2 separate regions of the Mus musculus genome follow, and region 1 is linked to region 2. The links are chromatin contacts, called in public HiChIP or PLAC-seq maps. All regions are on one chromosome and are shown on one strand. The core of a region is the stretch at or near the end of the contact, and the rest is flanking DNA. Distances in the headings are between cores, read along the strand shown. Region 1 overlaps Evi5 (ecotropic viral integration site 5). Region 2 holds the start of Gfi1 (growth factor independent 1 transcription repressor).

Evidence for each region. HiChIP or PLAC-seq counts read pairs in DNA pulled down with a chosen protein or histone mark.
Region 1: an H3K4me3 HiChIP or PLAC-seq map of the SCID.adh cell line shows a contact between it and region 2, with 29 read pairs. The contact joins the enhancer-like site here to the promoter of Gfi1 in region 2. A contact is called at or near these places in 3 of 15 datasets of contacts at CTCF or cohesin (CD8 T cells, large pre-B cells and thymocytes), 24 of 484 Hi-C or Micro-C datasets (B cells, CD4 T cells, CD8 T cells and 13 more), 13 of 115 datasets of contacts at active chromatin or transcription factors (CD8 T cells, DN3 thymocytes, the SCID.adh cell line and 9 more) and 3 of 9 other capture datasets (adipose tissue, liver and pancreatic islet).

The regions. Positions count from the first base shown.
Region 1 is chr5:107,789,003-107,795,361 of GRCm38.p6, forward strand. It overlaps Evi5 (ecotropic viral integration site 5), which reads right to left. Exons shown (of 20, transcript NM_001378824.1): 17 at 1,360-1,506. Among named protein-coding and RNA genes, the nearest start is that of Ube2d2b, 38 kb to the right of the region's middle. Within about 2 kb of position 4,484, at least 58 of the 459 cell types and tissues checked have an H3K27ac peak or open chromatin away from gene starts, as enhancers often do. A contact at or near this core is called in the SCID.adh cell line and pancreatic cancer cells, where this site is marked.
Region 2 is chr5:107,719,865-107,726,023 of GRCm38.p6, forward strand. It overlaps Gfi1 (growth factor independent 1 transcription repressor), which reads right to left and starts at 4,479. Exons shown (of 6, transcript NM_010278.2): 1 at 3,860-4,479; 2 at 3,359-3,544; 3 at 1,512-1,999; 4 at 1,256-1,393; 5 at 246-411. The coding sequence starts at 3,974. RefSeq lists promoters at 4,110-4,498, 5,895-6,159, 6,066-6,159.

The DNA of each region.
Region 1 (6,359 bases), core at 3,234-5,733, 69 kb after region 2:
CATCTGCCGAGTCTCCTTTTCTGAGTCTTTATTCATTACTTAGAAAAATTCAAAACAAGTATCTTCATAACTGAACATTTTTTTTTATTTTGCTAACAGGTGCTAAAACAATATTAAATTCAGAAACACTGTTACCAAAATGTTTAAAGAAAACTGACATCCATATAGAGAAAATTAAATTTAATACTCTGTTAATGATGAATCGGCAAGGGCAATGTGGCATTACGGTCTGCCAGCTACCACTGTGACAAGTCACAGGGACGTAACCTCACTGTGCACTACCTTATTTCTAAATGAATCCAGTTGCAATTTAGAAAGGGTCAATTCTTCAAGTTAGTACAATTCTACTGCTGCCTACAGATTTCTTCAGTCTAAATTCTAACGGCCATGAATATTGATTAGGATGTAATTTCATCTCTGGATTTCAATGACACTGATAAACCACTCAAGCTTCACTCTTGGTTTTAATGACACCAGGACGAGTTGATGGAATTACAGCTTTATATGTGCCACTGAAAGTCTTATTTTTCATAGAATAATAAAGCTTGCATATATGAGACCTACCATCTGCTAAGGAGATTAGTACTTTCTGTTAAAAGTTTCACAACTTCCCTTCAGGAATCCGCACTAGGCCTCAGATGGCATGCATCTCTTTAGTGATTTTCACACACACTTGTGCGTGTGTGTCCGTGCTGTTCTCCACTTGATGGCGCCAGCCAACTGTCCTCATTACCTAAAGCTACTTAAGTTCCTTTCATAAAAAAGGAATTTATTTTAATGCAATTTATTTTGAAAGCTTAACAGAAATTGTGCTCATTTTTCTTAACCCACTTGCGCACATACATTTCTCCTGCTCTCTCTGTTACACAAAAACATTAGTTGTGACTGCCTGCCTGCTAATATGATGAGTCAAGGGAGGAACTTCAACCTCTGCAATTACCTGCATTTTCAGGTGAGCCATTACAAGCTGCATTTTAAAGGGCTAACCCTCAAAAGGCACATCACAAAGGAGCATTAGTTAAGACATTAACTTAATCAAGGTTAAGGTTAAAACTGAGGTTTCCTCCCTGAAACTTACCCTCTGAACAAAATGAGCTAACCTTGTCTGAGAACAACCACTAAAACAAGACCAGGAAAAAAGAAGGAAAATTTACTCTGGGTGTGGCACATGCCTGTGATCCCAGCAATAAGAGACAGAGGTAAAAGAATCAATGGGATTTTGAAGCCAGTTTGGTCTATAAAGCAAAATCCAGGCTAGCCAGGGCTATATATTCAAAGTCTGTTTTCAAAAACAAACAAAACAAAACCACAAAACCCAATCCTGATAAATGTATAAAGCCCTACTGCACTGACACTCACCTTGCATTCAATCTCTGCCTGTCTGCGCTTTGCCTCACTTAACTGGGCAAGCAAGCCCTTGTTCTTCACAGACAGCGAGCACACCTTCTCCTGCAGACTGTTCACCTCTTGCTCCGCTCTTCGAAGTTGGTTACTATTGATCTGGTTCTAGTGAGAAATGCAAATAGACACACTATAGATAAAGGATGGAAATTTTTAATAATTTTTTATCTGTCCATCTTATACTTCAACAGCCTTATAAAAAGTTACTTAAAATGTGTACTAAAATGGAAGAAAGATATACAACAGCTTTTTATATATTACTTATTTAAATTACTTAATTATATTATTATATTAGTATAATTTTAGTATAATAATCCTCCGCCAATTGTGTGGCATATGTAGTTCCTGTAATTGAAAGGATGAGGAAGGATGTTCAGTAAGAGTTTAAGGACAGCCTGGGCTACACAGTGAATCTGAGGACATCCCATTCTATATAGACCTCAAAAAAAAACAAAACAAAACAAAAAAAAACCAAAAAAACAAAAAGAAAGAGAGAGAGAGAGAGAGAGAGAGAGAGAGAGAGAGAGAGAAAGGAAAAGAAAAGAAAAGAAAAGAAAAGAAAAGAAAAAAGAAAAGAAAAATCTTTAAAAGAAAAAGACCTGAATTCTCCGAAAGAATATTACAAACTCTTAACCAACACATTAGCCAGGCATTGTTGCCCACACCTGCAATCCCAGTATTTAGAAGGTAGATGCAAGAAGGTCAGGAGTACTAGACCAGCTTTGTCTTTGTAGTGAGTTTGAGGTTAGCCTGGGCTACATGAGATCCTGCTTCAAAATGCTAGAAATACTAAAAATTCTAGACCTCAATATATCATTTATACAAAAAAAAAATCTATAAGCTTTGTCTTATGAGCTACCACTGAAGCACATAACTCTATTTCAGAGGGATGTTCCTTCAACACGGCTGCAAAGAATTTTCCAACAATGAAATACAAAACCACAACTTAAGACTTAATTGTGCGTGAGAACAGTGCATGACAAAAAAGAAGAGTATATTCTAATAATTTCTCATAGTGAGGTAATTTTATGACTTCAAATAAAATAAATGCTTAAATTATTAAAGATATAAAGGGAAGAAGAAAAGCATACTAAGAAGAGGAGCCATGAGAGGCCGTGCAGAAGTGGCAGAGCAGGGCAGGCCCAAAACCTCAGCACTTGAGACCCAAGATCAAGGCCACCCTGAAGAACACAGTGCCACTTCAAAGTCAGAGCAGGGGGAGGTGGAACAGTGAATTTGGCCAAAAATACTTTAATTTTTGAGCTACTGTCTTAGTATGTAGCTGGGTTAGTCTGGTACTCATAACCATTCTGGTTTTCCCTGCTGAATGTTGTAATTATAAATGTGTGTCACCAGGCTGGAGACATAGCTCAGTGGTTGAGAGCAGTCGCTGCTCTACCAGAGGAGCTGAGTTCAATTCCCAGCAACCACATGGTGGCTCACAACCATCTGTAATGGGATCTGATGCCCCCTTCTGGTGTGTCTGAAGACAACTACAGTGTGCTCATATACATATAATAAATAAGTCTTTTAAAAGATAATAAAGGTGTGTCATCATGTCTCTGAAATTTTGCAAATTTAAAAACTAATCAAATAAAATTTCTAAAAACCAATATAACTGCTGATACTAGGAATCCAATGAGGGCTGGAGCAACACCTCAGTAAGTTAAATGCTTGTCGTGTATGGCCACAAAGACTTCAGTTTTCATCTCTAACACCCAGCATAAAAGATGGGCATAGTGGCACATATCTGTAACCCCAACACTGGGGTGCAAACAGCAAGGGAAGACAGAGATAACGACCTCTAGAGCTCATTGGCACCTATCCTAGCCAATAAATGAACTCTAGGTTCAAAGGGAGACCTGTCCCAAAAAATAACATGAACAGTGATCCAGGAAGACACCCCAAGTCAACCTCTGGCCTCCATACTCACACCCAAACATATACAAATATGTACATATTCATAACACACACAATGAAAGGATTAAATATAAGATTAGGCATGAATACTGAAAAATATTAGTGTTGAAAAAGAATGTATAAGACACAGAAAATAAAAGAAGGTCCAATTTTTCAGCATTTTTAAAAAGCCATGTTAAGGTCCATTAATATTTGAGAAAATTTTATTCTTCCCCTGCCTGCCACAAAAAAAAAAAAAAAAAAAAAAAAAAAGAAAAGAAAAGAAAAGAAAAGAAAAGAAAAAAAAAGTGGGCAAAGTCTAGGCCTAGTTAGGTAAGGTTATATTCCCAGCTACTCAGGAGGCTGAGACAAGAGGATCACAAATTCCAAGCCAACTTGGACTATGCTGTGAAGTCAAGGCAAGTCCACGTGACTTGGTGAAACCATGACCCAAAGTAAGAAGAGGTTCAGAGTGCTAACGAAATATGCAAGTCAAGGAAAACACAGTATATATGAAGGAAAGAGAATGAAGGCACTTTCCAGCAAATATGTAATGCTTTAGAGATTGTTTTCAGCCTACAAAACTTTACTCAATTAAGTGCTCGTATAAGAATAAAGGCAACCTCAATTTCAGGAAGTCAGAGAAAGCCAAGTGGAATGATACACACACCTATAATCCTAGCTATTGCATGGATCATGAGTTTGAGGCCAGCCTGGGCAACAAAGAAGGAAGAGGGGAAGGGGAAGGAAGGAAAGGAAGGAAAGATGCAGCAGTCAGAATAAACAGAAGATTAGAAAGACCAAATCAAATGAACACTGAGCACAGACGACCACAGCGGCACCCAATCACCCAGAGGCTTACAAGCTGTGTACGAAATAATATGTAACATGCATGAACGCAGCAAGTTCTTCTGAGGGCCTGTTCAAAATCAAGATATAATTACTGCCTTTAGAATACATTTAACCAGGCAATTATTTCCAAATACCTCTGATACAAAAACAAAATGGAGGCTAAGGCTGAGGATTATCAGAAAACACCCTTGCCCCTCTAATTCCTTGCAACAGTAATAGAGGAATACTGCTGACTCCAGTCCCGACTCTAGGATATGACACAGAATACAGACAGGACAAAAGCTGTCTGGGAAACCAGCCCTCGTTCTGAAAATGAGGTAATGCCAAAGGAATTTGAACCCTGAAGTGCACTTCGCATAACCACAGAGCAAAACTCAGCTCAGCCCATCTGACAGTATTAACTCAAACTTGCCACATGAAAGGCCTGGCAGAGGGAAATATGTACCCATTGCTAGGCACAAAAACTATTTACCTTAGTTATTTATTGCCCTATACAAGATACCCAATTGCTGCTATCTAGCCCCTTCCCCATACTATGGATGTCTGTTTCAAGATAACCAATCTTTCTTGGTGTACACTTATTGGGGCACATGAAAATGTGTGCAATAATTTACAAAGCATGTGACAAAGCAAGGAGAGACAGAAGTACATAACAAGAGACCAACCAGTGTGCAGAATCAGCCTTAGGATGACACAGAAATTGAATTATCTGATAGGAGATATATATATGGGTCATAATCATATATAAGCTTACGTAGAGATATAAATGAATTTTGCTCATAAAATAAAACTTTCCACTATAAAATCTAATTTCTACTTTTCCTAATTCTAGCCTCTTTCATATTTTTAATTTCAATAAAACTTTTTGAAAGTAATTAGATGATAAGAAACAAGCTATGTTTATCCTAAGAACTGCTTATTCACTATCTCGTGCCTGACATGGAATGTCATTGAGATACAAAGTGCCGCATGAGTAGACTATGCCCCCTACTGACTGAAGAGATCCTCTGAAAACCAATCACATGCTTAGTTACCCCTCCTATGTATCCATGAATTCACACTGCTAAGGATTGAAGTTTTTGAAAGTGTATCTGTACTGCACATGTGTAGACATTTATTATTCCCTAAACAGTATACTGTAAAAATTATTTCTATTAGTGCTATATTAGGCCTTGTACCTAAGGATGGTTTAAAGTATACTGGAGAATGCATATACATATATTATTACAAATATTATATAAAAATAATAAACCATTTTATTTAAGGAACTTGAGCACCTGAAGATTGCAGTACTAGCAGAGATTCTGTAATCTGCCCCATGGATCCCACAGGACAACCTTATGTGAAATATAGCTCAGAAGAATGTAATTCAAAAAAGCCAAACTTACCTTTACAATACAACAGGTTTTATAAACAAAATGATTTGCACATCTTAGGCCAAATATATTTAAGATAGGCATTTAATACAGAAAAGGGAACATTAGGAGACTTAATTACTCAGGATCATACTTGAAAAGGCAGAATGCACATTGTAGCAGACACATGATTCTCTACTGGAAATGTATAGAGACAGTTTTAGCCATTACACAGAAAACCATCTGGTAGGCAGAGCCAGGATGCTGCTAAAAATCCTATAATGCACAGGCTAGATAAATAAAACAAATAATTTCTTGCTCAAACGTTTAAAAAATATTCAAGTTGAGGAATCTTGCTCTACATAAATTTTCCTTCTTAATTTGTGCAATAAGGCAACTCTATGAGTTTTACTAATAAGCCCAAAAGTCTAACTTGTTTCAATTTTATTGAAGGGTCAAAGCAGAGATTGTATCTCAGAAGAAAAAAAATCTTTCTGCCTATAATGCCAGCACTGGGAGGCTGGGGCATTATCTGTCATTAGTTTGAGGCCAATCCAGGATACAGAGTGAGTGACAAGCCAGCCAGGGATATAGCACAACTTTGTCTCAATAATAATAATAATAATAATAATAATAATAATAATAATAATAATAATAATCCACAAAAACAAAGCTAAAACAAAGCAAACAGTACTGGCGCAATGGCCCAGTGAGAGCGCCTGCTGCATAAGCCTGGAGACCTGAGTCTAGATCCCCAGCACTCATATGAAAGGTGGGCTCACATTTATAACTCTAGGGTTACACAGACAGACTGAAGTTGCTAGCCAGCCAGCTTAATTGAAACAAACAACA
Region 2 (6,159 bases), core at 3,229-5,728:
AGCTCTTATAAAAATGAAGTTTAGTTGACACATATGAATACCCATATCTCTAGTAAATATTTACATTGACCCTCTGGGAGGGCTTGATGCCGCACAGCTGTTGACATAGAGGAAGATACTCCTTCAGACTCAAGGACAAACCAGATTCACTCTGGGGGAGAACTCATCTACCACTCATTGGAGGTAGACTATCAGAGGGGAGTCATGTCCTTCAAGCATCTCCTACAAGCCCAGGTTTAGCTCACCTGTGTGGATGAAGGTGTGTTTCTTCATATCTGACTTCTGGTGGAATCTTTTGCCACAGTACTGACAGGGATAGGGCCGGGTGTCCGAGTGAATGAGCAGATGTGTGGACAGCGTGGATGACCTCTTGAAGCTCTTGCCACAGATCTTACAGTCAAAGCTGCGTTCCTGCAGAGCAGAGAGGAAGAGAGGAGGAAGAAATGTGCCGCTCCTTCAGCAGCCTCCTTGGCGCTTGTGCTCTCTCTCTCTCTCTCTCTCTCTCTCTCTCTCTCTCTCTCTCTCTCTCTCTCTCTCTCCAACATCTACTGATCTCCCAGAGCCAGAAACCCTCTCCTCTCTCCCTCCACCCCATCATTCAACACCTACTGATTAACTACTAAAACACTTTACAGCCACAACCCTCCACACCCCAGGACAAAAGCGTAGCTCCGCCCTGCATTTTTGACACCCATTGACACCCTCCTCAGCAGGACCTCAGCCACTTAGATTGCCCCTCCTCCCCAGTCACTGTGGGGTTTGGACCAGATGGGCTGCTGTCACAGACACTTGTGTAGTATTTTGCTTATCTCCCTCTCTTTAATCCACCATACAGGACCTGCTGTGCTACAGGATTCTCAGGTGCCTAAAGCCTTAGATTTAGGCAAGTTATAAAGCAATGAATGAATGAATGAATGAATGACCAGCATTCGCTACTGGACGCTGCGCATGAACTGAGACCCTCCCTTGCCAGTCAGGAAGGATGAAGGGAACATAAACAGTAAAGTCAGTGCATTAGCAGCAAATGTCAACAAATCTCCAACAGAATTCCACTGCTGGAGACTCACAGCGGTGCGACACTGCAATCTAAGATTGCAGCACACTCCAGGACTTCTGTCACCCAGGTTTCTCTGCACCCCCAAATAGGAGCAAGCAGAGGGGGCACCGGGAGGCAGTGGGAAAATGGCTGGTGCCGATTCGGAGGACAAGCTGAAAGGTCCCCAGTGCAGCGTCAGGCCGCCAGCGCCGATCTTACCTGGGAGTGCACTGCCTTGTGTTGCTCCAGGCTCACCGCGTGCCCGAAGGTCTTGCCGCACATCTCGCACGCAAAGGGTCTTGTGCCGCTGTGGGACCGGCGCACGTGCACCTCCAGCCCGTGCGGTGTGGAGAACACCTGAGGGCGAGTGGGGGGCCAGGGAGAAGGCCGCTGAGGGGGGTCGCGGGGTGCGCATGCTGGAGGGTCACGGACTGGGGACACAGGGCTGATGAGGCCAGGCGCGCGCGAGCCTCACCTTGCTGCATTTGATGCATTTGTAGGAGCCGCCGCCCAGCAGCAGACGGGTGCAAAGCAGCTCCGACTCCACCTTGACGCCCACGCTCTTGTCCGCGTGCAGCTCGTGGCCATGATCTTGGTACAGCCGGCCTGCTGCTGTGCTCGGCCGCTCGTACAGCCCGGCCGCCGCAGGCGCGAAGTCGCCGTAGAGCCCCAGGCCCGCAGCGCTGGTGGCGCCCCCGGCGACCCCGCAGCTCCCTGGCTGTCCCGCACCGGCTCCGCCCGCAGCCTGCTCGGGGCCGTAGCGCGCTGCCGGGCGGCCCGGCTCCGAGCCGCGCTCGCAGAAGAGGCTCAGGCCCGCGCTGCGCTCCAGCGCGCTGCACTGCCGATAGCTCTGCACCAGGTGCCGCAGGTCAGACCCAGCAAGACCGCTCCATGCATAGGGCTTGAAAGGCAGCGTGTAGGGCTGGGCTTCGTCCAGAGAGCGGCACAGTGACTTCTCCGACGCTGTGAAGGCACAGGAGGCCATTGAGTCAAGTTCGAGGCTGCTGGGCGGAGCCCGCAGTGCACCATCACTATTGTCAGGCGCCCTAGCTGATTAGAAAGCCAAGTACCCCCGACACCCGGGGTGAAACTCAGGTAGGCCCGCGGGGCTTCCAGGACCAGTGACAGAGCAGTAAAGTGATACTTAAAATGATACAGGTTGAAGAGGTGGGTAAATTCGTTTTGATGGTTCTCTGGCTGGACCCCACCCACCCCCAGTCCCCAGAACCTGCTAGAAAGATTGAGACAGACAGGAGAACTTAGGTCTAGGGTCCTGACTCCTTTCAAGTACTCCTCTACTCAATTCCTTTCTCTTTGCAATAGATTAGGAAGAACGGAGAAGGCCGATCCACGTTGAGTCCAGGTTATCTAGGAGTATCAGACTAAACAAACTGGAATGTCCCCAAGATTTCTCAAAGCTATGACGCAAGGGGCAGCAGACAAGGGCGCGAAGTATGCCCATCCCTGATAAATTTCTGATGAAAAATTACAGTTAAAAATTACACTACCTTCAGAAGAACTCCTCTCCCTTCACACACGTGAATTTTGCTAAAATTGGATATTGAATGAATGCAAGTAAATGCACACTCCATTCTGGGCGGACCTGTCCCATAGCAGCTTGGTCACACAGCTAGGAAGAACCAACCCTCTGCTTGTGGGGGTGAATGAGCTAATAGTGTGAAAGGGAAATAGCCTGCTCTTAGTAGAATTTGGATTGGTCTCCTTTCTACTTCTGCTGTGACCCGAGATATCCCCCCCCACCTCCACCCCCACCCCACCCCCACCCCACCCCCATCAACTCTAGTCAATTGCTCCCTGGAAATGAGCCCGAGCATGCTGGTGCCCCTGCCTGGGCCCTCTTAGCAGAAGGGGAGAAAATGAAACTTTTGAAGACAGAGCCAGCGAGCTGAGATTTTCAGCAGCAGCCTTGCACTCCAGTGTGGTGCCCAGCTCTGTACCGCTCAGACTGCCCAGGTCTCTTGTTTGAAGTATTCAGGTCTGGGTCCTGGATTCTGGGATCTGACAATTTCTAAACAATGAATTCTGGACATAAAAGAAATGCCAGCCAGAGAAGGACCAGTTCGTTTGACCTCGCCTGTTAGTTCCAGGCAAACGAATTAAGGGCCAGCCTGGAGCTAAGGGACTTAGAAGGAGGCAGAGGACACTTTGGGCAAGGTGTCCAGCACAAAAGCTGGATGCCTCCCCTGAACCCTGTTCCCTTAGGAGCCAGATCCCTAGGCCGACCCTCTGCATCCCTTGTGCGGGCTTCCCTCCGTGCTGCGACTCCAGAACTCTGCCACAAGACCTCGAATCAAGGCTTACCTGGAGACACGGAGGGAGAAGGGGGCCTCCAAAAGTCCTCGAACTCGGAGCAGGGGTCACAAACGCTGCCTTCGCAGCTGTTGGGGGACGCGGAGGCCCTGTCGGGAGCCTCGGTAAGCTGAGAGTCGGGGGACAAACGCTCTCGGGGCTCCATTTTCGACTCGCCTGCACTCACAGCGCCGCCCTCTGCGGAAAAGATTCAGGAGAGAAATAAACCTAAACCTGGCCGAACTGAAGTGGTTCCACCGTGGCGCCCGTGTCCTCCTCTGTCCACTCTGACCCAACCGGGAGCCCTCCCTCCCGAATTCAAGAGCCGACTGCGAGCGCCAGGGGCATCTCTGGCAAGCTCAGCAAATCTGAGCACCGGGAAACAAAAACAAAAACAAAAAAGCACCCGAGGGGCGTTAGGATAGCCTCCCCCGATTCCTAGGAAACGAGGTGGCTTGGAGCAGAGTCGGTGTCCTCGGCAGCTGCCCTACCCGGCCTCTGCGCGCTTCGCACCTGCTCTGCCCGGCGCAGGCACGGTCTCCAGGCGCAGGGAGTAGTCCGGCCCCGGAGAACGCGGCTGGTGATAGCTGTGCGCCTTCTTGCTCTTGACCAGGAATGAGCGCGGCATGGTGGTCAGCCGCTGGACGAATGTTTGGACCCTCGGATACTCTGAGTTCTGAGAGAAGGGGGAAAATTGGGTGGAAACGAGGGTCAGCACCGATGGCGGTTGTGGTAGGTTCCCAGGCCAAGGAAGAGTGTGGGCCAGGGAGGAGAGAGGGAAGCCGCGGGAGGAGGGGCCTGGACCCAGGCGCCACGCTCACCAGGTGGCACTCGGACAGGTGGCACGAATCCCGGCCTCCGCCGCCACTGCAACAGCTCAGTGGTAAAACCTGTCCCCAGGCTCTGGCTCTGGTCCCTTTGCTCTGCCCTGCCCACGCCTCAGCCCCTCCCCTTCCCTACCAAAGCTAGATCATCACTCTCCTGAGAGCAGTAGTCCACAACTGGTCCGTTATCCCAAGTCAACCCTGCAAGCCCACCTGCTCCCTTCTGGGTTGTGGCTCACGCCAGGGATGCGTGGCTTAGTTTAGCCAGTCAGGGGGCATCAGTGTTTGGGACCCGGAAGGGGCTTGGAGCCAAAACCTCCAGGAGCCCCGCGACGAACAGAAGCGAAAGAGGGGCGTACTAGGGACTGGTTTGCCTAGGGACTATGTGCTGCAGTGGCTGGAGCAGAAGTCAGGAAGCCAGAGGCACAGGAAAGTGAGGTGGGAGTGGCAAAGGACCAACACTTGTCCCAGGAGAAACGCCCACTGGAATAGTGGTGTGGCACCGGCCAGGACGGCGACCACTGAGAAACATTCCAGACCTGTAGGCCTTGCTTCAGAAACTAAGTCCCAGAAAGAATTATTTTCTGATCTGCTCACCAAAAATCTTGTCCTAGGGAAGTTGAGTTTAAACTGCGTGCTTACTGGCAAACACGCGGTGCCCAAATTTAATGAGTGCCAACGACTTCGCGGGCCAGCAAGATGAAACCGGAGCGCGCACGAGTGAGCAGTGGCCAGAAGGCCTGGCCAGGAGGCCAGGGTCCCTGAGCATGACCGAGAGCTGGCGTCGCTCTCTTTAACCCCCAATCAGTTCACCTAATCTCGGGTCGAAACCTGAGCCCTGCAGGAGGCGGGGCTGAGACTGCGTCCCAGCTCCTGGCCCGCTCCGGGGGCGACCCTAGGGAGGCCTAGGGTGAAACGAATCCGCCTGCCTCCAAGGTCCAAGGCAATAGAGGCTGAACGGCGGCGGCGGGCTCAAAGACTGGGGCACAGGCCGGCGCACGCCCCGGGTCTTTGGGCTTCGTGCAGTTCAGACTGAGGAACCCGAGCCTCTTCGCCACCCCCCCCCAGGAGCGCGTACAGAACACACCCTGTTGTACCCACTTAAAAGGAGCCCAAGGACTCCTGCTTCAGATTCCCAGTCATAATGTATAGTCACACGCCTTGGTCGGGTTTGGCTCCCAGAACCCAGGCTCCGGCGCTTTAATTTTCCCGCACTCCCTGTCTGTACAGCCAGACGCTCCAACCAGAGGACAATTCTTAAAGCAAGCATGAAGAGCAAGAAAACAGGGCAAGAGTTCTGGAGGCCTCGATGAGGTTCGGTCCTGCGATAGCCAAGAACGGGACCCGTGGGAAGCAGGGCTGTCTGGTCCCGCGCTGGGTCTGCGCGTCAGCACCACGCGGGACAGGGTAGACACAGAGGTGGCGTCCTCGCCCAGGCCACAAACCTACGCTTCGGAGGGCTTTGCTGGGTTCCGGGTAGGAGGGGTAAGGGGATGGCAAGGAGGCCCAGCGCGTGGGAAGGCAACCTCGTGCTGCAGCTGGCGTCCAGGGGGCGGGGCGGCACGCTCCTGGCACAGCGGCCCGCCAGGCTTCCCCTGGTCATCTGAGGCTGGAAATTCGGGAGCTGAAGGCAAGGCGCTCAGAAGGAGGCCTCCAGAAGCCCGCTGCCGCCACATGCCCACCAGATGTTTTCTTCCTGCGTGGATCCCACTCTGCTATCTAACCGCTAAACTGTGTGCCCCTCTATTCCAGATCTTTCGCTCCACCGCTTGGGTGGCTCCAGAACCCAGCAGCCGATGCTCTGCAGCAGGTGGGGACCCGCCTGCGCCCTCGGGACGTCCCCACAGTGTCAATGTACTCCTACCAGTCCTCGAGGCCACCCCCGCCTGAGCGGGAGGCACAGCAGTTCAGCAAACCTACCTTCGGGGTCAGGGCGCGGGCACCGAGCTCTGAGAGTGTGCAAACTGAATCTTGCTTTCGGGAGAGACT